2 separate regions of the Mus musculus genome follow, and region 2 is linked to region 1. The links are chromatin contacts, called in public Hi-C maps. All regions are on one chromosome and are shown on one strand. Each heading gives the region's core, a stretch centred on a gene start, on an enhancer-like site or on the middle of the called end of the contact. The rest is flanking DNA. Distances are from core to core; before and after follow the strand shown. Region 1 overlaps Tmco4 (transmembrane and coiled-coil domains 4). Region 2 overlaps Nbl1 (NBL1, DAN family BMP antagonist).

What was found. A called contact is a pair of places that touch in the nucleus more often than the background predicts.
Region 2: a Hi-C map of the N1E-115 cell line shows a contact between it and region 1, with 3 times the contacts expected there. The contact joins two enhancer-like sites. A contact is called at or near these places in 3 of 39 promoter capture datasets (embryonic stem cells, hippocampal neurons and stem cell-derived epiblast-like cells), 6 of 484 Hi-C or Micro-C datasets (the 4T1 cell line, the G1E-ER4 cell line, the N1E-115 cell line and 3 more), 6 of 115 datasets of contacts at active chromatin or transcription factors (bone marrow-derived macrophages, embryonic stem cells and intestinal crypt epithelium) and 3 of 9 other capture datasets (adipose tissue, liver and pancreatic islet).

The regions. Positions count from the first base shown.
Region 1 is chr4:139,030,714-139,037,030 of GRCm38.p6, reverse strand. The region is part of intron 14 of Tmco4 (transmembrane and coiled-coil domains 4); the gene reads right to left. Among named protein-coding and RNA genes, the nearest start is that of Gm33214, 15 kb to the right of the region's middle. Within about 2 kb of position 2,875, at least 12 of the 459 cell types and tissues checked have an H3K27ac peak or open chromatin away from gene starts, as enhancers often do. A contact at or near this core is called in the N1E-115 cell line, where this site is marked.
Region 2 is chr4:139,079,891-139,086,207 of GRCm38.p6, reverse strand. It overlaps Nbl1 (NBL1, DAN family BMP antagonist), which reads left to right. Exons shown (of 4, transcript NM_008675.2): 2 at 560-754; 3 at 856-967; 4 at 2,606-3,916. The coding sequence starts at 588. The coding sequence ends at 2,863. Among named protein-coding and RNA genes, the nearest start is that of Htr6, 7.5 kb to the right of the region's middle. Within about 2 kb of position 2,992, at least 33 of the 459 cell types and tissues checked have an H3K27ac peak or open chromatin away from gene starts, as enhancers often do. A contact at or near this core is called in the N1E-115 cell line, where this site is marked.

The DNA of each region.
Region 1 (6,317 bases), core at 1,626-4,125:
CCTTCCTAACCTTAGTGCCTTCCCCTCTCTCCAGTCACCACTGCCAGCCCATCCCCTCTGATTGCCTACATACTGGGCACAGTCTAGAGCCAAGTACTATCAAAGCAACCCTCACTTTGCCTGGGATCTGCCGGGTCCCACTCCCAATCTCTCGGGCTCAAGGCTGCGCACTGGCTTTGATGCCCTGGGAACTACAGGAGAGCTGGTAGCCAGGTTTCTGAGCTCCTGGGATCAACCAATGAGGCTCTTCTCTAAGGGCCTCGGGACTTGCTTTGTTTGGGCTTCCTGTAAGAGTTTCCCACACCTTCCAAGCTGGAAGGACTGTTAATGAGGGAGAGCTAGGGAAGGAAATTCTCCTTTTGCAGAGCAGAAAGCTGAGGCTCAGGCCTGTGATGTCTGAATGAGAATGGCCCCATAGGCTCATGTATTTGAATGCTTGGTTAGCAGGGCGTGGAACTGTTTGGGAAGGATTAGAGGCATTAGGGGGTGTGGCCTTGTTGGAGGAAGTGTGTTGCTAGAGGGTGGCTTCGAGGTTTCACATCAGGCCTGTGTCACTGTCTGTCACCTGCAGATCAGGATGAAAAGCTCCCAGCTATTGTCCCAGTGCTGTGCCTCTCTGTTTCCTGCCATGGTGATCACGGACTAACCTGAAACTGTAAGCAAGCCACCAGTTAGATGCTTCCTTTTATAAGAGCTGCCTTGGTCATACTGTCTCCTCATTACTGTAGAACAGTAACTAAAGCAGGGCCCATATTGTCTTGACTGAGCCTTAGTTGAGAACTCATGGCAGAGGCCAGAATCCCACTGAGGTCTTCTGGCTCCTAGTATGGGTTCAGGAAACAGAACCTGTCTGGAATATTATTTTTTGTGGAACTCTGAGGATCCAGCGTAGATGTAAGACTCAGACAGTTCAGATGGTGCTGGCTTTGGGTGACTCTGGTATTTATAGACACTGATCATTACTTGCTCTGAAGGGACTCTGGGAAATGATGGCTGGATTCCAGTCCACCAGAGTAAACCCTTCTCTCCAGTGCTCAGATGATGGCAGCTTGCCTGGGATTAGGAGCGGTCTCTCTGTGTACAGATTAATCAGTGCTAAAGAATCAGGGCTGCCTGGAACCAGTCAGGCCACTGTGAAGTGAGAGTTGTTTTCTCTGCCATGTGCTCCAGCCATGCCACAGGCCCTAATGTAACCAGTCAACTGATGACAGACCGAAACCTTCCATATCCTGGACCGAAATTGTCTTCCCTCCTCTGAGGTTGACTACTTGGGGGATTTTGTCACACCATCTGAAAGCTACGTGGCTGCATGTGACATAGCCTCACCATGGCCTTGCCCTGCTTGTGACTTGCTTATGTGTTAACTGCAGCTCAGGGACGTTAGCTCACAGGATCAATGGTAGTGCTAGGACTCACGCTACAAGTTTGAGCCCCACAGCTGATGGACTTGCTAGTAGGCCAGGCGTGGGAAGAGCCAGGTAGCCGCTCCCCTAATGATGCAGACACCCCAAATCCTGCCATTCTGCCACAGCTGGGCATGGGCCAGGCTCGAGCATGAGCGAGGTTGTTTGTGAATATATGGAGAGCCTTGCTCCCACTCATTCTGCTCTGTGGGGTGGGTCAAAGCAGTTTAGCAAGGAAAGACCCTGCTTTTGTCCCTCCAGGGTCACCAAGGAGGCTGGACACAAAGGCTGGGCTCTGGACACTTGGGATCCTCAGTTTCCCTCCTCAGTGGGTGGTGTGTTACTTTCAACTTCTTGGGGATCTCTGGATTATGTTCTAGCAAAAAAGGGACAGAGCGGAAGTCCAAACAACTCTCAGAATTAGCAGGAGAGATGTCCCCACTGCTAGACATCTCCAAGGAGTCTGGTAGTGCTACCATCTGGGTAGCCACCTGCACAGAGGGGACCTTCCTCTATTCTGAGAAGAAACCCTGAGAATAGAGAGTGGAAGGCTGAGCACAGCAGCCTTCTGAAGCAAGTCACAGCCAGCTGACAGATGGGCCCCAGGGACATTCTCAACGCAGGAGAAGGTGAGGGGACATCTCGCAGGAGTTGGGTCTCACCTTTTATTATTATGAGAAATGAAGTCAAGGCTTTATGACAGACACCCTACCCACTGAGCTATCCTGCTGGCCCTGTACCCAGGTGGCTCTGAGGTCCAAGGTCACAGTTACTCACGGGCCTGTGAGACAGCTGTGCAAAGAAGCAAGCAGTAGGGAAGGCACCTGGGAAGTGGAGAGCAGCCTGAAGTTGCAGGTAGTCTGGTGTCACATGGCCTCTGTCAGGCTGCCTGCCCTGCCACCTGCTGGCCTGGGACCTGGCTCCTCAGGCTCTTTGCTTCAGCGACCTCATCTGTGGACCAGTCACACTAATCGAGCTCTCTGATTACATAGGTTACTGTAAGGGGAGAGTTAGCGCTTCTAGGGACATTAAGTACAGTTAATGTAAATGTGACTGCTGCTACTCTTGGAGGAGAACCTTCCCAGTGGAGGCTACACAGGTTGTCTGGGAACAGCAGAGTGTGGCCACAGCTCCACGGAGGGGGCGGCAGGTGACAGAGAGGATTCTGGACAGGAGGTCACCTGTGGGCCTTGGGTGTTACTGAGAGAAGTCTGCACCTTGTGTAGAGAGCAGTGGAAGCCCCTGGGCTCTGTAGGCCCCCCGGGATCTGGAAAGTTGCTCTGTGTGTGTACAGGTATGGGATCGAGTATACACAGGTAGGCTATAGACTGCCCAGGGTCCACCCCTCCTGCAATTCATCTGTGGGGTTGACCCAACTGCTCATTTCTTCCACGATGCAGAGACTTCCGGGTTCCAGCCCCAGATCCACCCACCTCCCGATGTGTCAGCATCTCCCTCCATCCCCCATCAGGCTTCTTCTATAGGCTGTGGAAACCCTAGACTCTGCCACTCCCAGATGTTCTCTGGAACGCCACCTTTATCTGTGCTGACGACTACCCCAGAAGACGTCTCTGCAAGCCCCCACTGCATGACACCTGCCATTATCTAGAGTCTGTGTCCTCTCTGTCCAGCACTGCAGTTCTGAGGAAGGCCACTGGCTCTGCACTAAGACCCTTGTGGGTTACTCTCTCTCAGTCTCTCGCGTGTGAAGCAGAGAGAGAGAGAGAGCTGCTACACCCACACCCTGGGGTTGCTGTGTCGGGGGCTGAAGTGAGGAAATGTTCGCACAAGCTCAGAACACGGCAGTTGCCAGTCTATACCAGCTCACATGCAGGCCACCTTGCTTATGTCCCTCACCCTAAGTCAAGCCTGAGCTGAGCACCCCAACATGCCAGGCAGTGGGGTGATAGTCAGGTACAGGCCAGGCCCCGCCCATCGGGAGTTCCTGTCCATCATGGTGCTAGGACTTTTTGAAGCTCAAGGACACAGAGAATAAGGTCTCGCATATGCATAGCATTTCCTGTGCCCTGCACAATCTCATGTTAGAGTGCACAGATAGAATTAAGTCTTGGCTCGGCACATGTGTCAGACCTAGCTACTTCAGCACTTGTGATCTTATTTTAATCCCTTAACCATCCTTTGGGGTAAATATACAAAGTCCTATATTTAGCTGAAGACTCAGAGGCACAGAGAGATTAGGTAAGTGGCCCACAGTCCCATGCCATCTGTGACAGAGCTGAGTATGCTCAGCGTTCTTATAGGTAGGCCAGGAAAGCCAGGAAAGACAATGGAAGTTGTTTTGGGCACCATTACTACCAAATGCTGTGTGCAAGGCCATCCAAGGATCATGCCCCGGCCCACCAACCCCCCCCCCTCTCTCTCCAGCTTCCAGCCTCAACATAGGGAGCTGCTGGGCAGTCTCATTCCCAGGGACCATGTTAAATGATAACTGAATTTCACATACCCAGCAGGGGAACTGAAGCCAAAGCCTGCCTTGCATCAGCCCAGTGGTTCTCAACCTGTGGGTCGCGACCCCTTAAAGATTTAAAATGCAGGTATCCTGCATCTCAGATATTTATATTACAGTTCATAACAGTAGCAAAAATACAGCTCTAAAGTAGCAATGCAATACTGTTATGGCTCGGGGAGGGGGGGGCCTCCACACATGAGAAATTATCTTAAAGGGCAGCAGCTTTAGGGAGGTTGAGAGGACGGATCTGAAGGCAACATGTAATTTATACCATCTGGAGGCGGAGGCCGCCTTTCTTTTTGTCTCCATGAAGAACTGATTCTATTGACAAGACCACATCACTTGAGGTAACGAGCCAGGTGCAGGGTTTGCGCATGAGGTGGGGAAATGACAACCATATAAAGGATGGCGGTGTTCCACAGGCCTCCTGAGGAGCAGCCTCGGAGAGCATCGAGGAGCCTGGGTGGCTGGCAGCCAGCATGAACAGACACATGCACAGCTGAGGTGGGGGGCTGTGATCAGGTGCGTGAGAGCACGGGGTGGGGGCGGGATGGAGAGCGTATTGGCCTGCAGGGGATCATGGGAAATGGTCAGACTTGGCCATCTCAAGCTCCAGTGTTTGGAGACATGGTTTTGACAGCAGGCTCTAAGATGATGCCGGGGTCTGGCATACATGAGGAGGGGGTCTTAGGTGTATCTGCCTGTTTGCCTGATGCTGGCACTCTAGGGAGCTACCAGACGCTGAGCGCATCCTAGGTGGCCACTGTCCTTGCCACCTTCTAAGGACAAATACACACAGAGATGACCTAAATCTAGCCAGCAGCTGACAGCGAGCCTTCACAGCCAAAGTAGAGCCCATGTCAGACCAACAGACCACAGGCAGCTACTCACTCCTGGGTGTATTCGTGCTGCACCCCTCCATGTCTAGGGCTACTCTGTTATGCAAAGCTGACTGGTCCACGCCTTCGACCTCTTTAGAATGTGTGTTTTCACATAGACAACTTTACCACTTGGTAAATCTTCCCTGCTTTTTCCTAAGAGAGACAGGCTGTGCCACGATCATGTGTATAAAGCAGCAATACAGAACCCAGCACTTCAAAGTTGCTGGGACTCAAAAAAGTGTCATGGTAGGAGGGGGAGGTTGGCAAAGGTTTTAGGAAAGAGGGACACTGGCTCTCTGGGGGCTCTCTAGCTGTCTAGAGCATCCTAGGTGGGTTAACAGAGATACATGGATTGACCCTGTCTATCTGTCTGTCTGTCTGTCTGTCTGTGGTACCTAAGAAGGAGAAGAATATATATAGAAAAGGATGTTCAATGTCCTTCATCTTTAATCTAATTTTCATCCCTACTTTCTTCCTGGTTCTTGCCTTACCTCTGACCTCTGCTTCAGTTTTCCTGGCAAGCATAGCCCAGAACCAGCCAGGCCCTTTTGCATAATGGTTGCAGATAGACCAGAGCTACTTGAAATAGGGCCACAGTGCCTTTGCATTGCATGCACTGGCTAGACACAAGCAGGGGGAGAAAGGTTGCTGCAAGCTAAAGGAGATTGGGAGTGGGGAAGGGGTAGGGGCCCAGGTGTTGACCTTCTGGGGCTAGTGCCAAGAGTGGTATAGCCACGTTGTCTGTAACCAGAAAAATAGCCTCTGCTGTCAGGCTGGTGGTGGAGACATGCTTTGGTAAAAAGAACAAGATGGGATCAACCACACTCCTGATCTTAGGGACCTCTGGTAATGACAGCATTGAAATGGACCCTGACCTCTTCAGATTTAGCTGATAGCAGGCATCCCATCTTTCCGTATTCTTGCTGGATGAGGAGCAATTGTGTCATGTGCTTGGGCTGACTGGGGTGAGGGGTAGCTTTGGATGAGCAGTGATTGACAGGCTGAGGCTTCCCATGACATCCTTGCCCCGACTGGTTTGAAGGTTGGGCAAAAATGCTGTATGGGCACTTCACTTGCTGCTCAGATCATGGGGTAGGGCTCTCAGAGCATGGGGCAGGACCCTAAGAACATGGGACAGGACCCTCAGAGCATGGGGCAGGGCCCTCAGTTCTGTAACTGGGAAAGTGAGGCTCAGAATGGTGCTCACTGAGGTCCTGGGGACAGCAGCCACCACTCCAGCTACTCCGCCTATCTGCCCTGCTGCGTGTTCGGGAGCTCTGTTTCAGAGCTTTCTCTTGTTGTCAGTGTCTTTAGCTCTATGTGCCATCAGGCAGTCAGGGAGCAGCCTGTGTCCTAGCAGGAGTGACACACCCAGCGTGCTCTGCAGCTCACTCACTCCCCAAACAGCTTCCTCCCCAACAGCTTCCGCTGATGGATTTGAGCAGAGCCAGCATAATGTCCTGAGGTTCTCTCCTGCCAGTGGCCCCGCCCCTCAGCTGCATTAGTACAGAGAAAATGACACAGGGCCTTACAGACCTCATGGTTATCTAAGGTAGGTTGAAT
Region 2 (6,317 bases), core at 1,743-4,242, 49 kb before region 1:
CAGAGAACTCTGTAAATAGTCTGGGGATAATGATGTGTGCTACACCCTGGTGGAGAATCATAAGAAGAAACATATCTGAGTGGTATAGAGTTGAGTATCGATGTCTTTTTAGGAGGCATGGACAATAGCCAGCCGTCTCTAAGGCTGTAATCAAAGGATTACTTCGGGTTTATAATTTGAGGGATTCGATCCAGAGCCGTCGTGCAAGCTAGGCAGACACTGTACCACTGAGGGGCATTCCCAGTCTGACATTAGTAACTATCCTACTGAGGACCGTTCAGTCTCCCCAGCGCTGGCAGGTGCGATGCTACATATAGCTGCTTCTGACGTTTAGAGAGGTCTGAGGTGTATTTGGAGCTGGCCATAGGGTAGGTGGGATCAGGAGAATTAGGAGTGCAAAATCATCCTTGGGTACAGACTTAATTGAAGGTCAGCCTGGGCTACATGTGCAGATCTGACTTTGACTCTTGGGATCAGAGTCCATGTTTGGAAGGCACCTCTGCTCCTGAGCACCTAACCTCCGAGGCTATACTGCACCTCACCTGCCACCTGTGTTTAGTTCCAGGGCTCCGGAGGTGACGGGCACAATGCTTTGGGTCCTGGTGGGGGCCGTCCTCCCTGTCATGTTGCTGGCTGCCCCGCCACCTATCAACAAGCTGGCCCTGTTTCCGGACAAGAGTGCCTGGTGTGAAGCCAAGAACATCACGCAGATTGTGGGCCACAGCGGCTGTGAGGCCAAGTCTATCCAGAACAGGTGGGCTCTGCAGGGAGGAGGAGGGTGAGGACAGGGACCGAGGGAGCCTTGAAGACTTCCCATCCCTGGAGATCGGGGCTCAGTGACATCTCCTCCCACAGGGCGTGCCTAGGACAATGCTTCAGTTACAGCGTCCCCAACACCTTCCCGCAGTCCACAGAGTCCCTGGTGCACTGTGACTCCTGCATGCCGGCCCAGTCCATGTGGGAGATTGTGAGTACAGCTGCCCAATCCCCGAACTGTAGCAGCAGGACTTGGATACTTACCGTGCGTGCAGGCTGCAGAGTTCTACTGCTGGGGATACGCATGGGGTCCTTGCTCCAGGGCTTTTCAGTCTGACACCAACCTGTAGAAGATTCTAGATACGTCTGAGGCTCCACCCATGTCACAGACATCACAGTTCTTCAGTCTCCACACACTGTTACCAGAATCTATGCCTTTCTCTGCCCCACTCAGCCCTATTGGTTGGGCTCACCAGTTTCCTGGCATTATCTTAGAACCTGCCACCTCTTCAACAGCTTAACACGTACCAAACTCACCTCACATTAGCCCTTTTACCTGCTCTGTTCTTTCCACCCCAGGATCTTTGCATATGATCTTTGCTTTGCTCTGAACTGCCACCCCTCCACCTTCCCCCTTTCTTCAGCTAGTTAACTTCTACTGGTTCGTGGCTCTTGGCTCAAGTATTATTTCCTCAGGGCACTCTTTCAAACCCTCTGACCCAGTCAAGTTGTGCCATAGGCTCTCAAGCCCTGTGTGCCTTTGCTTTGGGCAGTTGTCACATGAACAGTTTTCCCAACATATCAGACACCTGAGCTCCACCTACACCTGTGCCCCACCTGCACCTGTGCCCCACCTGCACCTGTGCCCGCGGTCATGGAGTAGATGCTCTGTAGAAGAAAGGAGGGGGAGGGAGGAAGACAGTTGGAAACAACTCTACAAGGCAAGAGTTGGGGTGCTAAGGGGGTTGCTATAAAGTAAGCCTCACTGTGTCGGGAGCTTGGGATGGAGCTCAGACCCAAAAGTTGCCCAGAAGTTAATTGTGCAGAGTTTGGAATCAGTGGGAGGATGGGTTGAGCCAGAACTTTCTATGAAGAAGGAAGGACATCAGCCAAGTCTCTGGGGGCAGATCAGGCAGTTAGAGTTACTGTTGGTGCACCAGGGTCTGGCATGGTGAGGTCAGCCAGGACCAGCCTGAAGGTCCTGAAGACCTGAGAAGAGCACAGTGTGTGTGTGTGCGTGTGTGTGTGTGTGTGTGTGTGTGTGTGAGAGAGAGAGAGAGAGAGAGAGAGGGAGAGAGAGAGAGAGAGAGAGAGAGAGAGAGAGAGAGAGAGAGAGAGAGAGAGAGAGAGAGAGAGAGAATTTACACCCACTCCTATGCCCGGGGGAATGGGTAGGAGGGGTAGGGCTGTGTGTAAGAAGATGAGAGAGGGGGCTGGAGAGATGGCTCAGTGGTTAAGAGCACTGGCTGCTCTTCCAGAGGTGCTAAGTTCAATTCCCAGCAACCACATGGTGGCTCACAACCGTCTGTAATGGGATCTGATGCCCTCTCCTGGTGTGTCTGAAGACAGTGACAGTGTACTCACCACATGTAAAATAATCTTTCTTAAAAAGTACATTAAAAGAAGAGATAGAGGAGGAGAAGGGAGAGAAGGAGGAGGAGGGGGAGGAGGAGGAAGAGGAGCCCTTGCAGGGGCTCAGTCCCCTCGTGCCCCTCCAGATGGGTTCACAGAGCACACTGGGCTGTTGCAGGGTGGATTTTTGGTTCCCAAAGATGTGTTGTTATTCCTGGGGTCTCTCCACTGCCCAGACTTCAGGAAACATCCCTTTTCTTCCTCCTGCTCCTCCCAGGTGACCTTGGAGTGCCCTGGCCACGAGGAGGTGCCCAGGGTGGACAAGCTGGTAGAGAAGATTGTACACTGCAGCTGCCAGGCTTGCGGCAAGGAGCCCAGTCACGAGGGCCTGAACGTCTATGTGCAGGGTGAAGACAGCCCGGGCTCCCAGCCTGGACCACACTCCCATGCCCATCCCCACCCTGGGGGCCAGACCCCTGAGCCCGAAGAGCCTCCTGGAGCCCCTCAGGTTGAGGAAGAGGGGGCTGAGGACTGAGGGCCCCCAACTCTTCCTCCCCTCTTGTTCCCTGTGGAATGTCGGTCCCACCCTCCAGGGAAGAGGGAGGGGATAGGCAGAAGCCCCCCTCCCCCTTTGGCACTGGATGGACTTGGAATGCTGCCTGGTTGTCATGGAGATCTGAAGGGAGGGGCTGGAGCCAAGCTGCACAATTTAATATATGCAAGATGGGGGAGGAAGCAGACAGACATCCGCAGGACTTTTCTTTTGGAAGGTGAAGTGTGGTCTTTCCTTTCGGCCTTCTAGAGAGATGAGCCCCCCACCCCCACCCGGGATAGAGAGGAAATGGGCTGAGCTGCTGAGGATGAGTGAGATCCTCAAACAGGGCAGGCCCAGGCCAGGACCCACACAACTGATGGGGGCAGGATCCCCAGTGATGGGTCCAGAGTGGGAATCAAGTCCTTTGCTGAAGGACCTATGTGGGAAGACCGCTTGCAGAGGTCGGAAGCTCCAGTCCCATAGGTTTCCCTAACGACCTCCCTCACTCCCCAGTGCCAGGGAAGTAACCCCTTCAATGGAGTGGCTTAGGAGTCAGGCTGGGGCAGGACCCTGCTGACTCAAGTGCCAGAGTGTCACTGAAGAAGAAAGAAGATCCCTCCCATCTCTCCCTCTGGAGATCTTAGCTCTCTGCTCCCCGTGTTCTGGACCCTTTAGGGAAGTAGCTGCAGCCAGCCCTGCTGTCTTTGGGGCCGGTCTTTCTGAAAGAGGTGATGGTCCATCTCCATCACCTGGGACCATAGTGGACAGGAGGCCCCTGCATAGGGCCCCCACTGACCTCAGCTTTCTCTAGCTCCCTAGTCTAGCCACTCCTCCTTCCCAGCTGCACTTTAACCCTAGGGCAGGGCAGGTGGCAAGGAAGGGCCCTCTGTCCCCTGATATGCTGGTACCATTGTTTGTGTCCAGGGGATGCCAGCTCACCTCCCTGGGGGTGCCCCGGCCCGTGGCTGTTCGACGAGAGCCTTAGAGCTTGTAACTAGTAGCCATCTCCCCTGGACCCGAGTGTTTTCATGAATAAATACCTTCAATGCCTCTATTCTCTTCCTCGTGGACTGGCTCTCTGAATCCAAGCTGGTTGTGGGCCCAGGGATGGAGGCTGGGTTTGGTCTGGGCAGTGCGGGTCACCTCCTCTCTTGGGTTTGTGTCTGCATTTCTGCCTTGCTTACACGTGGCTGGACCTAGCCAACTAGATCTGGACACTTGATCCCTTGGGATCTCTCTCGCCATCTCTTTGCTCTCAGTGACCCAGCATGAGCCTTGGTACTTGTCACCAGCCTGGGCCAAGCCCCAGAAAAAGATGAAACAGATGAACCCCCAAATCAACGATTACAAATGAATATAAGGTTGTACCCATGCGCTAGAAAGTTCGCACAGAATAGATCATCTTACCCAGCCATTTGGATCCTGTCCTTTTTTTTTTTTTTGCTTGGTGCAGAGAACTTAGTCATCTCTCCAGGGCCATCTTGTTAAATGCCACCAAGAATCAACCCCAGACAATCTGGGCCAGCATCCATGCCAAGTTTGGCATGAGCATTCATTCAGCAGCTTGCAGTGGAACTCGCTCCTTTTCTCTTCAGAGTGCTCTCCATTTAGGCTGTGGGTGTCAACTTGACCCGCAGCAGCTCACAGGTCTCCCGATGTCACTTCAACGTGGCAGTCACCGGCATCACCAGCAATGAATTTGCTCCTAGAGGTCCCCAGCGCTGTACCTCTGAAGCCCCGTGCCTCGGGTCTGAGAGCTGTCTTGCCAGCAGCTGTCTTTCTCTAGGGAGCTTCTTAGCTTGTGGAAAGATAATTCACGGAGACAGTGGGGAGACATGCAGTGGAGAGACTACTGACAGGCTGCTGGCACACCCTGAATGGCAGCCGGAGATGGGAACGTAGGCTCTGCGGAGCTAGGTGTCAGAACGACTTAGGGTAAATGGGAAAAGAGAAGCTGGAGACCAAAGGCCTGAAGGCAGCAGGACGGCTGGCCGGTGGCACCGGTACAACGGCCAGCAATTTTCTAGGGGCAGTGCGGTTGGAGAGGCTAGGCCAGCTGAGAGAGATAGGGACCTAAGGAAAATCAACCTCTGGTGGGATGTGGACGTCTTGCCAGGGAGAGGACCCAGATCTCAGGGATGAAAAAAAAATTTTGTGCGTATGCACCTGGGGGTGCACAGCGACATGCACAGGCCAGAAGACAACTGTGAGTGTCATTTCTCAGATGCCATTCACCTTGATTTGGGGACAAAGTCTCTCTCTCTCTCTCTCTCTCTCTCTCTCTCTTTTTTTTTTGGTTGTTGTTGTTTTTTTGAGACAGGGTTTCTCTGTATAGCTCTGGCTGTTCTGGAACTCACTTTGTAGACCAGGCTGGCCTCGAACTCAGAAAACCACCTGCCTCTGCCTCCTGAGTGCTGGGATTAAAGGTGTGCACTGCCACCGCTCGGCCGGGGACAAAGTCTCTTATTGACCTAGATAGAACTTAGCAAGTAGGCCAGGATAGTTGGTCACTGAGTACCAGGACTCCCAGTTTCCACCTCCCCAGACCTGGAACCTGTGCCACCACACCAGGTTTATGTGTGTATGTGCACCCGCATGTAGCCACATGTTTGCCATTGTGTCCATGTAGAGGTCAGAAAACTTTTGGGAGTTGGTTCTCTCCATCATGGGGGCACAAGATATTGAAAGATTATCAGGCTTGGTGGGAAATGCCCTTACCTGCCATCTTACCTTCCCCGTCCCCAACATCAGTGTGTGTGTGTGTGTGTGTGTGTGTGTGTGTGTGTGTGTGTGTGTGTGACCAGGTCTTTAGCCTAGGCAGGTTACGACTGTGACTCTCTTGCCTCTATTTTTGGAGTGCTGATACTACAGCGGTGTGCCACCATGCCCGATTTATCTAGCGCTGGGGATGGAAGCCAAGCCTTCATGCATTGAGGCAAGCACTCTACGAATGGGTTGACCCTATTCTCTGTCTTTGGGAAGATGTCGTTCTAGAGCCTAGTGTTGATTTAAACTTGTGGTCCTCCAGCCTCAGTCTCAAAGGTCCTGGGGTTACAGGTATGTGCCATCAAATTTGCAGAAAATAGAATTTGAGAAATCTCACGAGCTGCATCCACTCGAAGTATTTGTGTACATACATGTATATGTACATGTACATGTACATACATGTATATGTGCATGTATGTAGTATGTATGTATGTGTGTGTGTGTGTGTATGTGTGTATGTGTGTGTGTATGTGTGTATGTATGTATGTATGTATGTATGTATGTATGTATGTATGTATGTATATATATATGTATGGGGTAGTGATTTTAGAGTTTTGCCTCCACCAAGCATGAACTAAGCCAATAAGAGAACACAGCAGCTCCTCACCCCTTTGCACAAGCAGTGAGGGCTTTAGCATCTTTACAGATTAGCAATCGAGACAAGATGGCTGCCTCGCTAGAGCTGGCT